Linked DNA regions of Rattus norvegicus: region 2 is linked to region 1. Evidence: chromatin contacts called from public Hi-C data. All regions are on one chromosome and are shown on one strand. The core of a region is the stretch at or near the end of the contact, and the rest is flanking DNA. Distances in the headings are between cores, read along the strand shown. Region 1 holds the start of Xxylt1 (xyloside xylosyltransferase 1). Region 2 holds the start of Atp13a3 (ATPase 13A3).

What was found. Hi-C and Micro-C count contacts between places; a contact is called where the count stands out from the background.
Region 2: a contact with region 1 is called in a Hi-C map of prefrontal cortex, with 4 times the contacts expected there. The contact joins the promoter of Atp13a3 here to the promoter of Xxylt1 in region 1. A contact is called at or near these places in 4 of 12 Hi-C or Micro-C datasets (frontal cortex, hepatocytes, mammary epithelial cells and 1 more).

What each region holds. Positions count from the first base shown.
Region 1 is chr11:83,160,303-83,167,273 of GRCr8, forward strand. It overlaps Xxylt1 (xyloside xylosyltransferase 1), which reads left to right and starts at 3,130. Exons shown (of 4, transcript XM_344027.10): 1 at 3,130-3,733. The coding sequence starts at 3,233.
Region 2 is chr11:83,866,235-83,873,205 of GRCr8, forward strand. It overlaps Atp13a3 (ATPase 13A3), which reads left to right and starts at 3,984. Exons shown (of 33, transcript NM_001109369.2): 1 at 3,984-4,166; 2 at 4,811-4,854.

The sequences.
Region 1 (6,971 bases), core at 1,880-4,379:
AAGCTTGCCTTGCCTTGGTATGGAAGGCCTTCTAGAGCCTTGGGTCTGGATGCACTGAAAATAGCAGACTGTTGCTCTGTGACCTTCTTTTCCTTAGATGGGGGGAATAGTTGTAAAACGTGAGAATTTTCAGATGTACCAAAGTAATTTTCATAGTCACAGGCTCATGGCAACATTTTTCTTTCCTTGGACCCCATACCCACCAAGCCAAGGCCCTTGGGACCAAATTCCAGATCATTTAGTGTGAATCTTTGAAAGGATCGCGTGTAATGATTCAGCACCTTAAACTGCTGAAAATTATCAGATTTTTTTTCACTTGTTTCAAATACGGTTTTCCCAAGTCAGTCCACAAATGTACACACACTGCAGTTGGCTAATGTGTCTCTTAAATGTATAGGTTTTCTCTACATTAAACAATTGTCTGTGTGCAGTTGCTGAACAGCCAGGTCTTCTTGTTTTTGAGACATGGTCTTACGCTAGCCTTGGCAGGCCTGGAACTTGTTGTACAGACCAGCCCGGCCTTGAAATCAGAGATCTGCCCGCCTCTGAATATCATCACTTTAAGGATGGCACTGTGCTTGCTTAAGCAGCTCACTGGTGATTACTTCATAGCAATCTTTTTGCTCTCAGAGGTCGAGCTCCAAGAGATGGAGCTTCAGGAGCCAGGACCTTAGTCACACAGGCCATAGGTAGCTTAAGCTGCCAGCTCGCTCTGAGCTGAGCACGGTGCTGCTTCAGCTTGCCAAGTTGCTGTGATCTCAGGCTCCCACGTTTTTATCTGTTAGGGCTAAGTATTTTGGTATATTGTTATTTCTTCAGGACAAGGATAAATTCTTAGACGTGAAATGCTGGTTTGATAGGTAAGAATTCTGAAGCTTTCTCAGTGGATCAGATGCTGTGTTCAGTATTGGAAATATTTTTGATGAAAAAAAAAATAGAAAATATCCACCGTTCTCTTGGAGTCTATTCAACAAGGAAACACGGACTAGGTGGTATATAGGCGGATGTCATAGAATCACTAGGGATGGTTCAAGCCCCCACACTATATGGGAAGGAGTTTAGAGGTCATGAGCCATGGTCTGAAGTAGATACGGAAAGCATGCCACAGGAAAAAAACCTGATACCTGGTCAGGAATGATATACTTTGGCCAAAGTTAAACTTATTCCTAAATGGTACACATCAGGATTTTGTCTACATAGCCATATTGTGATACACCCAAGTATGTGGATTTTAAGCTGAGAAAAGGTCACCTACCCGCACCTGAGTTTTCACTTGCTGATTTCCCCGTGAGAATACATGCCAGACAAGAGCAGGGCCTCTCTTTCTTCACTATGTCCTGGGTATCCTTGTGCTTGGGATCAGTAGGTGCTCCTGGTCAGCTTAGTACTCAGGGGCTGCCACGAACCCACCGCTGCAGTTTCCGTAGTGGTATACTTAAGCCACAACATTAAATTTCCCCACGGGCAGCGAATAAGGCAAGGTAAGCTACAACTTAGGGTTAAATTCTGGAAATAAAAATGCTGGTTTGGTCGAGGTTTATTCTTTATATCAGGCATCAGGCAGATTATTTTGAGAATTATTTGAGTATTTTCTTGACCTTGGTTTAAGTTGCTTTATTTCTTTGGCATGAATTAAAGGGCTAAATGTCTGAAAATAAGTCATTAGTTGAAAAATTGTTGAATAATGAGAGAGAGAGAGAGAGAAACAGAGACAGATCACTTGATCGATGTTATGGGTGGGGACTAAAAGGTACAAGTTGCAGAATTATTTAGAGATTTGGGGTAGTATTTATAAACACCTCAGAAAAGTTGCGGTTACTAATTTTTTTTTATAGCTATTGGATATTTACACTTATTTTGGTAAGTTTAATGTCTCCTGGATTTAAGTTATTCAATGTCAGGCACCTTATTGTCTTTCCTATCTGCGATGGTGATGTTGCCTTTCTTTTACATCTGGGCATAATTGTTCTCAGAGTAAGCACGTAACCACTGGGTGTGTAATAGTTGGCAGCGGTAGAGCTGGCCTGGACTTCCTGTCCCATGTGTCCATGGAAAATACAACTCAGAACTTGAATTACTCACTGAATATGAGTTGTGCTTTGGAAATCACATGCTTTGGCCTGTTGCAAATATCTGCATATCATGGAATTGTAAGGATCAGATGACTTTACCAACTGTGATCATTCTGCCCTCTTGGGGTCCCCCTGCCGGTGGTGAGTAGTATGTGTTGAACCCGCCGGGCCTGTTTCAGAGGTTGGCTGCTTTTCAGATTTGTTGTTCCCGTGGAAAAGGACAGAGTTGGAAGCACGTGATGCTGGGGCAGGTGAATGCCATCCTCGGGGGCAAGGCTAGCCCGTTGTATACTCGGGAACATTTGAGCATTCTTACCTCCACCGCTTTGAAGCATGCAGACCAATTTCCTTCAGAACTTTTGTTATATCGCCAAGTCTTAAAAACCTGAAGTTAATGAATTTTTGTCTGCCTGGCATTGTTGACTGATGATGGTTAAATGGCTGCAGGCTAGTGCTTTGTTAAGTCACTTCAGTATGCCCCAGTTAAGATTTTTCAAAACTTTCTGGGACATCTCATGTTTTCCCTCAAGTCTTGCAAGCCAATTAAACAATTTTGGTGTTTCTTGGGAGCTCTCTGCAGGGACTACAGTTTTGGACAGTAAAGTCCCCCTGCTGGCCATGGATATTCTCCGGGTTATCCCAGAGGTGTGAAGGGAGATGGGGAAAGCCATTTTCATTTGGGGTGTTAATAAACCTATGTGTGAAACAAGAAGGACCTTCTGGTTTAAATGTTTCAACTCTAGGTAGTTTCCTAACTAGTGGAGAGGGAGGGAGAAGGTCAGGGAGAAGGAGAGGAAGAGGGAGGAGAGAGAGAAGACAAATGTGGAGACAGAAAAGGTAGCTTTATCTACATAAGTCTTATATTGAAGCGTTTGTTATTTCAAGACCAAGATTCCCCCTCTAGCAGGCCGACCCAGTCTAGGGTCTGGTGTCAGCCTCTCAAGTCTGGCAGCCAAAATCTGCAAAGGAGAGCTGGCGTCTAACCCGTCGGAACCTAGGACCTAGCGGCTGCGATGGCCCCGCCCTTTAGGTGTCCACGGTCACGATTGGCTCCCGGCAGCGCGGTCCCGCCCCCGCTATGGCCGCCGCCCGCTGCCGGGCTCCGGGCCCTGGAGTGCTGCTTTGAGTGGGCCCGGCTGCTGGGCCGCCGGCTCCGGCGCATGGACCTCCTCCGAGGCGGGGCCGCGTGCGCTCGGGCCATGGCGCGCCTGGGCGCGGTGCGCTCGCACTACTGCGCACTGCTGCTGGCCGCGGCGCTGGCAGTGTGCGCCTTCTACTACCTGGGCTCGGGCCGGGAGACCTTCTCCAGCGCCACCAAGAGGCTGAAGGAGGCCCGCGCCGGGGCCGCCGCGCCCACGCCGCCCGTGCCCGAGCTGGCCCGGGGCTCCGCGGCGCCGGCCTCCGGTGCCAAGGCCAAGAACCTGGAGGGCGGCTTGGCGGTCCCGGTGGACTACCACCTGCTCATGATGTTCACCAAGGCGGAGCACAACGCGGCGCTGCAGGCCAAGGCTCGAGTGGCGCTGCGCTCCCTGCTGCGCCTCGCCAAGTTCGAGCCGCACGAGGTGCTTAACCTCCACTTCGTGAGCGAAGAGGCCAGCCGCGAGGTGGCCAAGGCCCTGCTGCGGGAGCTCCTGCCGCCCGCCGCCGGTTTCAAGTGCAAGGTGAGAGGTGGATGGCCCACGTCTGTTCTCTGAGCTGTCACTGGTAGCTCCAGTGAGCGGTGTTCGATTCCTGTGCCTGTAGCCTGTCTAATATCCTCTACCCTGTCCTGCACATGCTTGTCCAGCGTCCTGGAGATCTGGTCTGGGGGCGTGTCCTAGAGTCAGACTAACTGGGATGGATCGGCAGCGTTAACTAGTCCCTCTCCCGCTTCATCCGGCACCGTTTCCTGAAAGATCAGCCCGCCCTATTTTGCTAGTTTCCCAGAGTTCATTCATAAGAAGTGCCTTTACAGTCTACACTCCTCATATTCTTTGACTTCTGAGAATGGAATTGTCCCTTTTGAAGGCACACAATAGTCATCACTCTGAGCTGTCTTCTAGTCAGGATCTTGGGGAGGCCTCTAGAAGTATCAGGGTTAAACTGGAATTCCTCAGTAGTATTCTGGGGGCGGGGGGGGGGGAGGATCTCATGTCCTCTCTGTGTCCTTTTCCCTCTTGCCCTTAAGAACGTGAACCAGTTAGATAAGCCACAAGTTCCTCCTCCAGAGGAAAAGCTCCAAGGGATACAGATTTGAACCCACCAGCCTGACTTCCCAGCAGCTCCCACCTCTTCTGGCCTCTGATTTATCACCTGCCTCTGTTTGTCCAGGATTGGGTTCTTGACCTACGAGCTTGTTACTCTCATCAACTTGCTTGCCCTATCTATTTTGATGCATTGGTTGTCCGGAGGGGGTTCAGAGTCTGATTATTGGGAAAGAGGGGCCGATGGTCTTTAAGGATGGAATCTGATGTTGGTGGAAGATATTGAATCAAGAGCAGAATTCCTTGTCCCTGTACCTAGCTTGGTGCCAGGGACCATGCTGTGTTCAGGGGTCCAAGGCAGTTTTGTGTTGACTAGAGTGATGTCCCTGTTGCTTGGTAGAGCTCTTCCTTGACTCTCCTTCCTGGACTCATGGCTATGCCCTCAGTTTCTTTTGTTTTTTGGGCTTGCTATCCAGACCACACTGGCCTTGACCAGTCTTTTTCTGCCTTTGTCTCCGAGTGTTGGATCACAGGTATGCATAGCCCTGATTGGATTGACTATTATTATTATTTTAAAAGGATCTCACTCTGTAGTCTAAACTAACCTGGGAACTCATTGTGTAGCTCAGGCTGGCTTCGAACTTGTGCCAGCGCTCCTGAGTGCTCCACTCTTTGTGCGCCACCACACCTGGCTCCCAGACTATATCGAGTACGTCCTTATGTTCGGGAACCTTCCAAGCCTGACCCACCGTAGCCTGAAGGACCTTTCCATTCCTGCTCCCCTCATAGCACTGAAGATAGGACAACCGCTATGGTCAGGAAAGGGTACCTGGACTGGAATTTCACCCTGTAGGATCTAGAAGTGTCTTTCACCAGGGGTTTGTTCCAGAGCCTATCCTGCTTTGCTTATCTGCAGTCTCCAGAGGTAACTCAGCCTGTCCCTGTTTGATCCCAGCATTCTAACATTGGAGAAACCTTACTATTCCAGGGAGAAGACATAGGGCCAGTCTAGGCAGGTCTTGGGTTTCACCAGGTCACCTTGAAGACCAGCATGCTCTGCTGCAGCAGGGAGAGCAGCTGGGGCCTGCTCTGCATTTCCAGATTCCTGCCCTTCATCAGGTATGCACACTGTAGCCTAGCCTGTGTGCCTAACTAAGCTCATGTCATTCCCTGTGTTGGATACTGTCTCCATCCCAAATCCTGCTGCTCTTCCAATGCCGTCAGCTCCTTGGAGGCGTGCAGGGGACGGACCCACGGCTGAAGAGTCTGTGTTTTTCCCATTGATAATTTCCCGCTGTGGTGCTTTGCCATATCACCTGCCTCTACACAGTTCCTGCCCTGTAGTTGGCCTGAAGGTCAGACTGCTGTCTTGGAGTATGTGTTTCCTGCTCCGTGGAGCCCATCTCTGACAGCTACAAGCCCTCACACAAAGCTTGGTGGCAGCTGCAAATGACCTGAAGAGACTGTCACCTTTCCTGTTGAGGTGTAAGCTAGTGGTTCTAACTCAACAGTTGTTAACCTGTGGGTTGAGACCCTTTTGGGAGTTGACTGACTCTTTCACACAGGGGTCACCCAGGACCAGCAGAAAACACAGATACTTACATTACAAACGGTAGCAAAATTACAGTTAAGTAGCAACAAAAATAATGTTATGGTTGGAGGTCACCACAACATGAGGAACTATTATTAAAGGGTCACAGCATCAGGAAGGTTGAGAGCCACTTCTCTAACCACTTCTCTAACCACTTCTCTAACCTTTAGCAGCAGGCAGCTAAAGGCTTATCAATCTTGGGGTCACATTGCTCCCCTTGATTATAAATTTGTATTTTGTGAAGCTGTTTCTGTGGTAAAAGGTACCCCTGCTCCCCAAAGAAGGCTTGCTTCACTTGCTGTCATTTGATTCTTGCTGGGCTTTGTAAAGGTCCCTATACCACAAGCCATTCACCGGTGCCTTCAGTCTTCCTAGAATGTGCTCCAGCTCTGTCCTGCCTGCAGGGTTAGGAAAGTGCTGTGACGCTGACCACACTCCTGCCCCTGGCATCTCTTAGCTGCCCTGTCTGCCCCTGACACCACACTCTTGGTGTATGAGCATCTTTTGTTCAAGAACTTATTTCTTTCAGCACTGATTAGGAAATCAGAACTTCTCGAACAGGTCAAAGCACCGTGAAGACCTTCAGGAACAGACTCTGCAAGGCCACCGGGGAGTGGCTGCCTCCGAGGTGACCCAAGGTGAAACAGCATCCAGACTACAGTTTCTCCCTTTTGAAGATTACCTCTCTGTGTGTCTCTGTCTCTGTCTGTCTATCTGTCTGTCTGTCTGTCTCTGGAGGTGGCTCCTCGGTACCCAGCCTTCTAGAGACAGCCTGGGGCTTGTTCCAGGGAGAGCCTGGCACTCTGTCATGTCCACAAGATATAGAGCTGGCACAGGACTGTGTCTGTGCTCACAGTCGCATTCCCAAGTCACCTTCAAGTGATAAACACCGGAAATAAATAGAGAACGTTTTAGTAACCTTGGGTTATGTTACGGTTAATTAAATATTAGAAGAAACATTCAGGGAACCAGAAAAAAGTCTCATTTTGACTCTTAGAGAGAAAATTTCGAAATGTGTTAGCTTGTTATGTCCTGACCGTGGGAGTACTTTGTAACCAAACGTCTGAACCTGCTGTGTCCCAGTTACCAATGTAGGAGCTGCTTGGATAGTCCATCTTTCCACTC
Region 2 (6,971 bases), core at 2,734-5,233, 710 kb after region 1:
TTTGAGAGTTATTAACGTACATGCAGATGATAGCTACAGCCATGGTAGACAAGGTTACCTGGGAAGAATATGTTACTGCATACACTAGAGGTTATCTTTGGCTTTCAGGCAGTGTGTGTGTGAGTGTGCATGAGTGTACATGAGTGTGTGTGTGTGTGTGTGTGTGTGTCTGAGAGAGAGAGAGAGAGAGAGAGAGAGGGAGGGAGAGAGAGAGAGAGAGAGAGAGAGAGAGAGAGAGAGAGAGAACGAGAACAAAGGTTTAACGAAGAGGAAGAATCCCAAGACTATATAATCGAACATAATTGTCTTAGTTAGGGTTTTACTGCTGTGAACAGACACCATGACCAAGGCAACTTTTATAAAGACAACATTTAATTGGGGCTGGCTTACAGGTTCAGAGGTTCAGTCCATTATCATCAAGGTGGGAGCATGGCAGTATCCAGGCAGGCATGGTGCAGGAGGAGCTGCGAGTTCTACATCTTCATCTGAAGGCTGCTAGTGGAAGACTGACTTCCAGGCAGCTAGGATGAGGGTCTTAAGCCCAATGCCCACAATGACACACTTACTCGAACAAGGCCACACCTCCTAATAGTGCCACTCCCTGGGCTAAGCCTATTCAAACTATGACAATAGTTGACAGAAAATGTGATAGAAAGGGGGAGAGATGGTGGGTGAGGAGGAACAAGCCTGCAGTCTCATCACCCACTGGAGGATTGCCACAAAATTTTAAGCCATTCTGGGGTACATAGTGGGTTTCAATCAGTCAAGGTAACATAGAGGGGCATCATCTCAAAAGTAAATAACGGACTGGAGAGAGCTGACAGCCTTCCAGAGTGTCCAGGTCCAATTCTCATCACGTACAGTGTAACTTACACCTGTCTATAACTCCAGTTCTGGGAGTTAACAACCTCTTCTGACCCCAAAGGGTATCAGGCAGGCATGTGGGACACTGACATACATGCAGGTAAAACATTCATATATGCGTGTTGCCTTAGTTTGAAAATTTTGGCTGCATCTTGAAGTCTGGGCTTTTCAAGTTTGTTCTGGCTTGTTGTCTTGAGACAGCGTCTCATACAGTCAAAGTTGGCCTTAAACTCACTATGCTTCTACCTCCCAAGTGCTGATTGTTTGTACAGGCATGAATCACCAAGTGTGGGCTTGTAGTGTCTTTAAAACCCCAACTGGGCTGGAGAGATGGCTCAGCAGTTAAGAGCACTGACTGCTCTTCCTGAGGTCCTGAGTTCAATTCCCAACAACCACATGGTGGCTCACAACCATCTGTAATGGGCTCTGATGCCCTCTTCTGGTGTGTCTGAAGACAAGACATCTACAGTGTACTCATATACATTAAATGGCCTGTAGAATGGCAGGCAGGTACCAAGCCTGACCACCTGTGGGTTCCATCCACAGCATGCAACCAGAGAACCAACTCCAAAAGATTGCCCTCTGACATCCACACTTGTGCCAAGATGTGCCCCCCACTCCCACAAATACATTTAATAACAATTTTTTTAAAAAGCCTGAGTGCATTGACCATAGAGCTTTAAGTAGGTGTGCATTTTAGACAGGACTTTGAGACAGGGTGGAGGATGTGTTCTCCCGAAGAAGGCTGTTGGAGGCTGCCAAAGCAGCATAGTTTAGAAGGGATGGGTGCCAGAGGAATGGAGGTAGGAATTTGCTGTGAAACAGATAGGGTTTGGTGACTCATCACCTGTGACTCATCTATTCCTAATTTCCTAATTCAGATGGTTATGTGATGGTGGTGCTAATAGTTTTGGGTGGGGCAGTTATAAAGGCAGGGAAGAGTTCCAGTTTTGGATACACTGTTGGTGTTTCTCTGTGACCCCCCATAGAGATGCATGACAGGCAGTTGGATATTTGATTCTCTGTTTTGTAAAAGACATCTGGCTGACGTGGGAGTTCAAAGCAAGGGTGGAGATGATCCTCCCAGAGTGAGTGAAGCCGAGTGGGTCCAGCTGTGGGCTTAGGATGCCTCACAATTGCTGCCAACTTAAGGATGCCACTGAGGAAGGCAGAGGTCTTAGTTACAGTGACTTGACAACTGGGAGAGCCTCTGCAGGCTGAGGAAGGAATTTCAGAAGGTGAGGACACATCCACAGTGTCAAATGGGACAGAGATGCTGAGAGGTACCGCTGAAGACAGCTCTGCCCCAATGGTGGATGACACGAAGGCCAAGGGTTACTGTCAATTGAGCAGTGTGTGTGTGTGTGTGTGTGTGTGTGTGTGTGTGTGTGTGTGTGTGTGTGTGTGTGTGTGTGTGTGTGTTTGTATATTCCGTTTGCCAAGAAAGAGTTGAGGAATGAGGAAGTAGAGGCCGTCAGGGAGAGACCACTGTTTAAGAGGGTCAGAATCACTTGATGGCTAATTGAAGAGGGCTCTCTAAGTGGATGGTTGGCTTGACAGTTTTATTTATAGGACCTGAAGAGGCTTGAGCTTGTTTAAGATCTGAGAGGTTAAATAACCTGCTGCTAAGGGAGCTGGGAAGTAGTGTGTGCAGGATTTGTTCAGCCCTGCCCAGGCTTCCTCAATTCTGTACCATTTACTTCAGCACAAGTGAGCTAGGAAACACATTGAGAGCTGAAACACAATGGCGAGCAGGAGTTGGGAAGACACAGCTGTGGTCCATCTTCCTTTACTGTGGTGTCCACATCACCTGGTAGAAAGAAGTCCATGGCTGCTACCCAGGCCCCCAATCACCGCGGTTGGAAAGCAGGGGCAGCATCCTTATTGTTCCCAATGAAGTATATTAGGGCCATGTATCTAGGGCACATTACTGACCCAAATGCGGTGCCATTCTCCACTGTGGACCAAGAGGTTGGACGCTCCATGCCTCTCTGGTGGACGGTGACCAAGTGTGGGAACAGAAGTTGAGGGCAAGCTGTTCCCTCCTCTAAGACAGTTAAGTAGCTAAAAGTTATGTTTGAAGGAAGGCGGGAGAACAATAACGAGTGATGTCCAGGCGTCTGGGATGCAGGTGAAGTCGACTCAGAGTGGAAAGATGGCGGAGCTGGTAGCAGCAGGTGGCAGGCTCAGCTTCCCGCGCTCAAAAGAGCGGAAGGCAGTGAAAACCAAAACCGCGATTTGAATATCCGGGCGGGGCAGTGCCCCAAGATAAATCTCTTGTGGAGGGAAGTATTTAATTTGCTTCCAGCGCTGTCGGAAGAAACTCCTCCCTAAGGCCGGGCTGTCTCCCTTATGGAAGCTTTCTCTTACCTACCTGACAGTTCTCTGTCCCACTCCCGCGGGCTAGGCCAGGAGTTCCATTGGAATTAAAGTGTTTTGTTTTTGGTGTAGGTGGGGATAAAGGAGGGAAAGAATCTGGGTCCGGAGGAGCTAGGAGCTAGGACTTCGCTCTCCACCTTGCTAGCACAGGCGTCCTTCTGATTGCCACTCTAGACAAGCCTGCACTTATCACTGGGCCTCAGTGTCTTTGTTTAGAAAATGGGACTTTGGACTATGCTCTTCTTGCGTTGCAAGCAACACACAGTTGATCGCCTACCGCAAAACGTGTCCTAAAGAGCATCCCGCTAGCGGTTCTTGCTTAGGCGGGCTGGGGGCCCGTAAGCGGGGAGGTGGGCGGAACCACAGGGTTGCCCCGCCCCCTGACGGCCCCTCCGCGCTGGGCTCTGGGATGAGGCAATCACGTGACCTCACATCCGGCGCGGGAGTCCTGAGCTCGCGGGGCGCTCCCCGTGTGCCCGCCGGCCCTCCCCGCAGCGTGACCGGGCGCCGAGGCCGCGGGGAGGGGGTCTGCTTCGTCGCCGACGGCGGGTGGCCGCTTCGCAGCGCAGACCGCCTCCCTCCCCTGCCGGTCTTCCGCGCCGCGCTCCCTTGTTCTCGCCCTGCCGGGCTGCACGCCGTCGCCGCTGCCGCTGCCGCAGGCGCCGACAGCGGAGCGCGGGCGCCCCTGCGCCCGGTGCGGCCCGGGCCCCGCCGCGGCGTCTCTGTTCCCACAGCCGGAGCCGCGACGCGCGGCGGCGGACCCTCGAGCCCGAGCGACCCGCGGCCGCCGGCTCCGGCCGAGGGCGATGGGGCTGGGCTGAGGAGAGGCGGCGGCGGTGGCGAAAGCGGCCCCCCGGCCCCCTGCGGCCTTTTGGCTGCCCGGGCCGGGAGGCCGCGGAGAAGTCGGCCGGGCGGCGCGGCTGGTGAGTGACTGGGCGAGCGGGGTGTGGGGCCGGAGGGGAAGGTGATGGAGAGGCTGGAGGCGTCGCCCGGGTGGCGGGTACCAGGTGGATCTACGGCTACTTCCTCGACCGGGATCGGACATCACTTCTCTGGGAAGGGGTGTGTGACAGGGAGAGGGTGCGAGACCCGGTACTGTCTGGGAGCACGTGTGCGTGTGGAGGTCTGGCGTGCACCGGCTGCGTGCGGGCCGGCCGGCCCGGTAGGCCAGCTGGTCTACAAAGTCCAGAAGGTGATGCGTGCCCAGAGCAAGAATGTGGGGAGGGTCCCAGATGGGTGCGTGTGCCGGTGCTGACTGTCTGAAGCCACTGAGGAGTCAATTACCCTGGCTATCAGCACACTTTACACTGATAACCGAGGTCCAGAAAGGAAAACGGACTTGAGGTGTCAACACTCCAGATTAAGAAGAGAAAGGCAGGGCTGTGAGGAGGACTAGAAAAACCCGGATCCCTTTGCGCCTCACGCAGTCAGTCAGACTGTTGGCCTGGTGGGGTGTGAAGTTGGGAGTTGGGGAAGGAATAGTATTTGGCGATTGACAGTAACTGTTTGGGGCTTCCCAATTTGGAAAGCTTTTGTGACAGGTGTTCATTGTTTACTTTCCCCTTAGGTCTGACAGAATCATCCTGGGATCTTGGTGTCTGGACATAAGAGGTATGAATCACTTATATAATTAGCTCCTAATCATTAATGTTTTAGAGCTATATTTAGTGGTTTGTGTTAGTACAAAATGAATGGGGTATGGAGTCATAAACCCAGAAACTTACATGAGTCTGAACTGAATGTAACATAAGATTATGTTAAGGGCGCTTTTGAATCTATGGAGCAGGACATCAGGAGTGTTTAAATTGAAGAAAGGTGGGGGGTCTTTCGTGAGGAATACAGTTCTAGAAGTTTTGAGGCTAACATGTAAGTTTATTATTGTTATTTTTTACTTGCATATATGTTCGAGTATGTATGTGAAATACGTGGATGCCTTTGGAGGCCAGGCCTTTGGAAACCGGAGTTACAGGTGGCTGTGAGCTGACTGCTGTGGTTAGGTACTAAGAACAGCAAGCACTTTTTACTGCTGAGCTGTCTTTCTATCTCCAGTGTAATTTTATTCTGGAAGGGCCGGCACATCATTAAACGCGCTCCACCTTTGATTAGAATCAAACCTTTTTGCTAAAACTGGCATCGGTTTTGTTTTCTTGGAATACATGTACATTCTTTTGGAGGATTGTTGCTTTGCTGAATAGGCTATAGTTTCCAAAATTGATTGTGTGGACTTCTATCCCATCAGGGTTTAACAACAACTTCAAAAGTACAGTTTCTGGAAGGTTTGTTTTTTTGTTTTTTGTTTTTTTTTTCAATAGTAAGTTGGTTAATGATTGTTGTAGAAGAAGAAAAAAAAAGATATTGCTTTAGCCTCCTGAACAGTTGTATTACAGGTAGCACCGCTAAGTTTCCCCTAGAGGATACTATTTCTTTTCCTGGTGTTAACATCTGCTCTCCCCAGCTCCCCACCCCCACCTCCAATCATTTCTCTTTAGATTAGGTTGAGGATGGAGTAGTTGAGATTTTTAAGCATTGTTAGATCAGCAGTGCCTGTTTTGGTTATGGGATTAGGCAGAAAACGTGATAATTTATTTGCTTCTTTTAAGTACAGTTAGATGAAAATATTAAGTGGCAGTATATTTTTGAAAACAGTTGATTAAGTTTTAGGTTGATGGAGTTCTATGATTGATTTCTTTGCCCAGGCCAACCAATAACAGAAATTGAAATCTTAATTTAGAATTAGTTTGAGTGAGATGATATAAATTCCTATATTGGTATTAAAATAGTTTCATAGATAGAAGAAAACTCATGTCCAATGAGGTGCTTGGTTCTGTTACCCGATATTAACTCTAACATAGTTCAGCTGGTTTCTTTTGTCCTTAATAACCATGTCATGCTTCTTCTTTTTTTTTTAAATTATTTTTATCTTGTATATACATTAGTGTTTTGCCTGAATGTATGCCTGTGTGAGGTGTCCAATCCCCTGGAACTGTAGTTGTGAGCTGTCATGTGGCTGCTGGGAATTAAACTGGAAGAGCAGCCAACGCTCTACTGAATCATCTCTCCAGCCCAAAATGTTTATTTTTCAAATACTGATTCTTCTGTGAATAAGTGTTTGCGGTTGGGGATATAGCTCAGTTGGTAAAGTGCTTGCTACTGTGTATGAGGCCCTGGGTAATATCCTGGATGTTGTGTGAAATGCTTGGAATTTGTGCAAGGGAAGAAGAAGTTAAAAGCCTCCTCAGCTACAGACTTAGCTTAGGACTAGCCTGGGCTATAAGAGACTTTTTGTCTCAAAAAAATAAAAGAAATAAAAGAAATAGAAAAGGAAAGGGAAAAGGAAGAAAGTGTGTTGACAGTTAGCAGAACTTATAATAGAAAGAGTTCATGGCATTTGAGAATGACTTGACTTTGTCAATGGCAGTAGTTACTGATATTGTACTATGTACCAGGCCCTAACATAGACGCTTGGTAGTTATTGAACTTCTCTAGATCAGGAAACAGGTTTTGCAGTAAGTTCCTAGTTACACACTTATACAGCCAAGAAATAAGAACTGCTTGTAGGTTGTGGTTGTCTTCAAAATCCTTAACCTATAAGTTACTTAACTGTTATTTTTCCCCTTTCCAGAGAGAGGCTTGAGGGCAAACGAGTGCATGTGAAGGAGGGAGCCCTCAGCTATCTCTTCCCGGGTTCCTTTCTTATCCTATTCATTGTGCCTAGAAGATAGGAAATA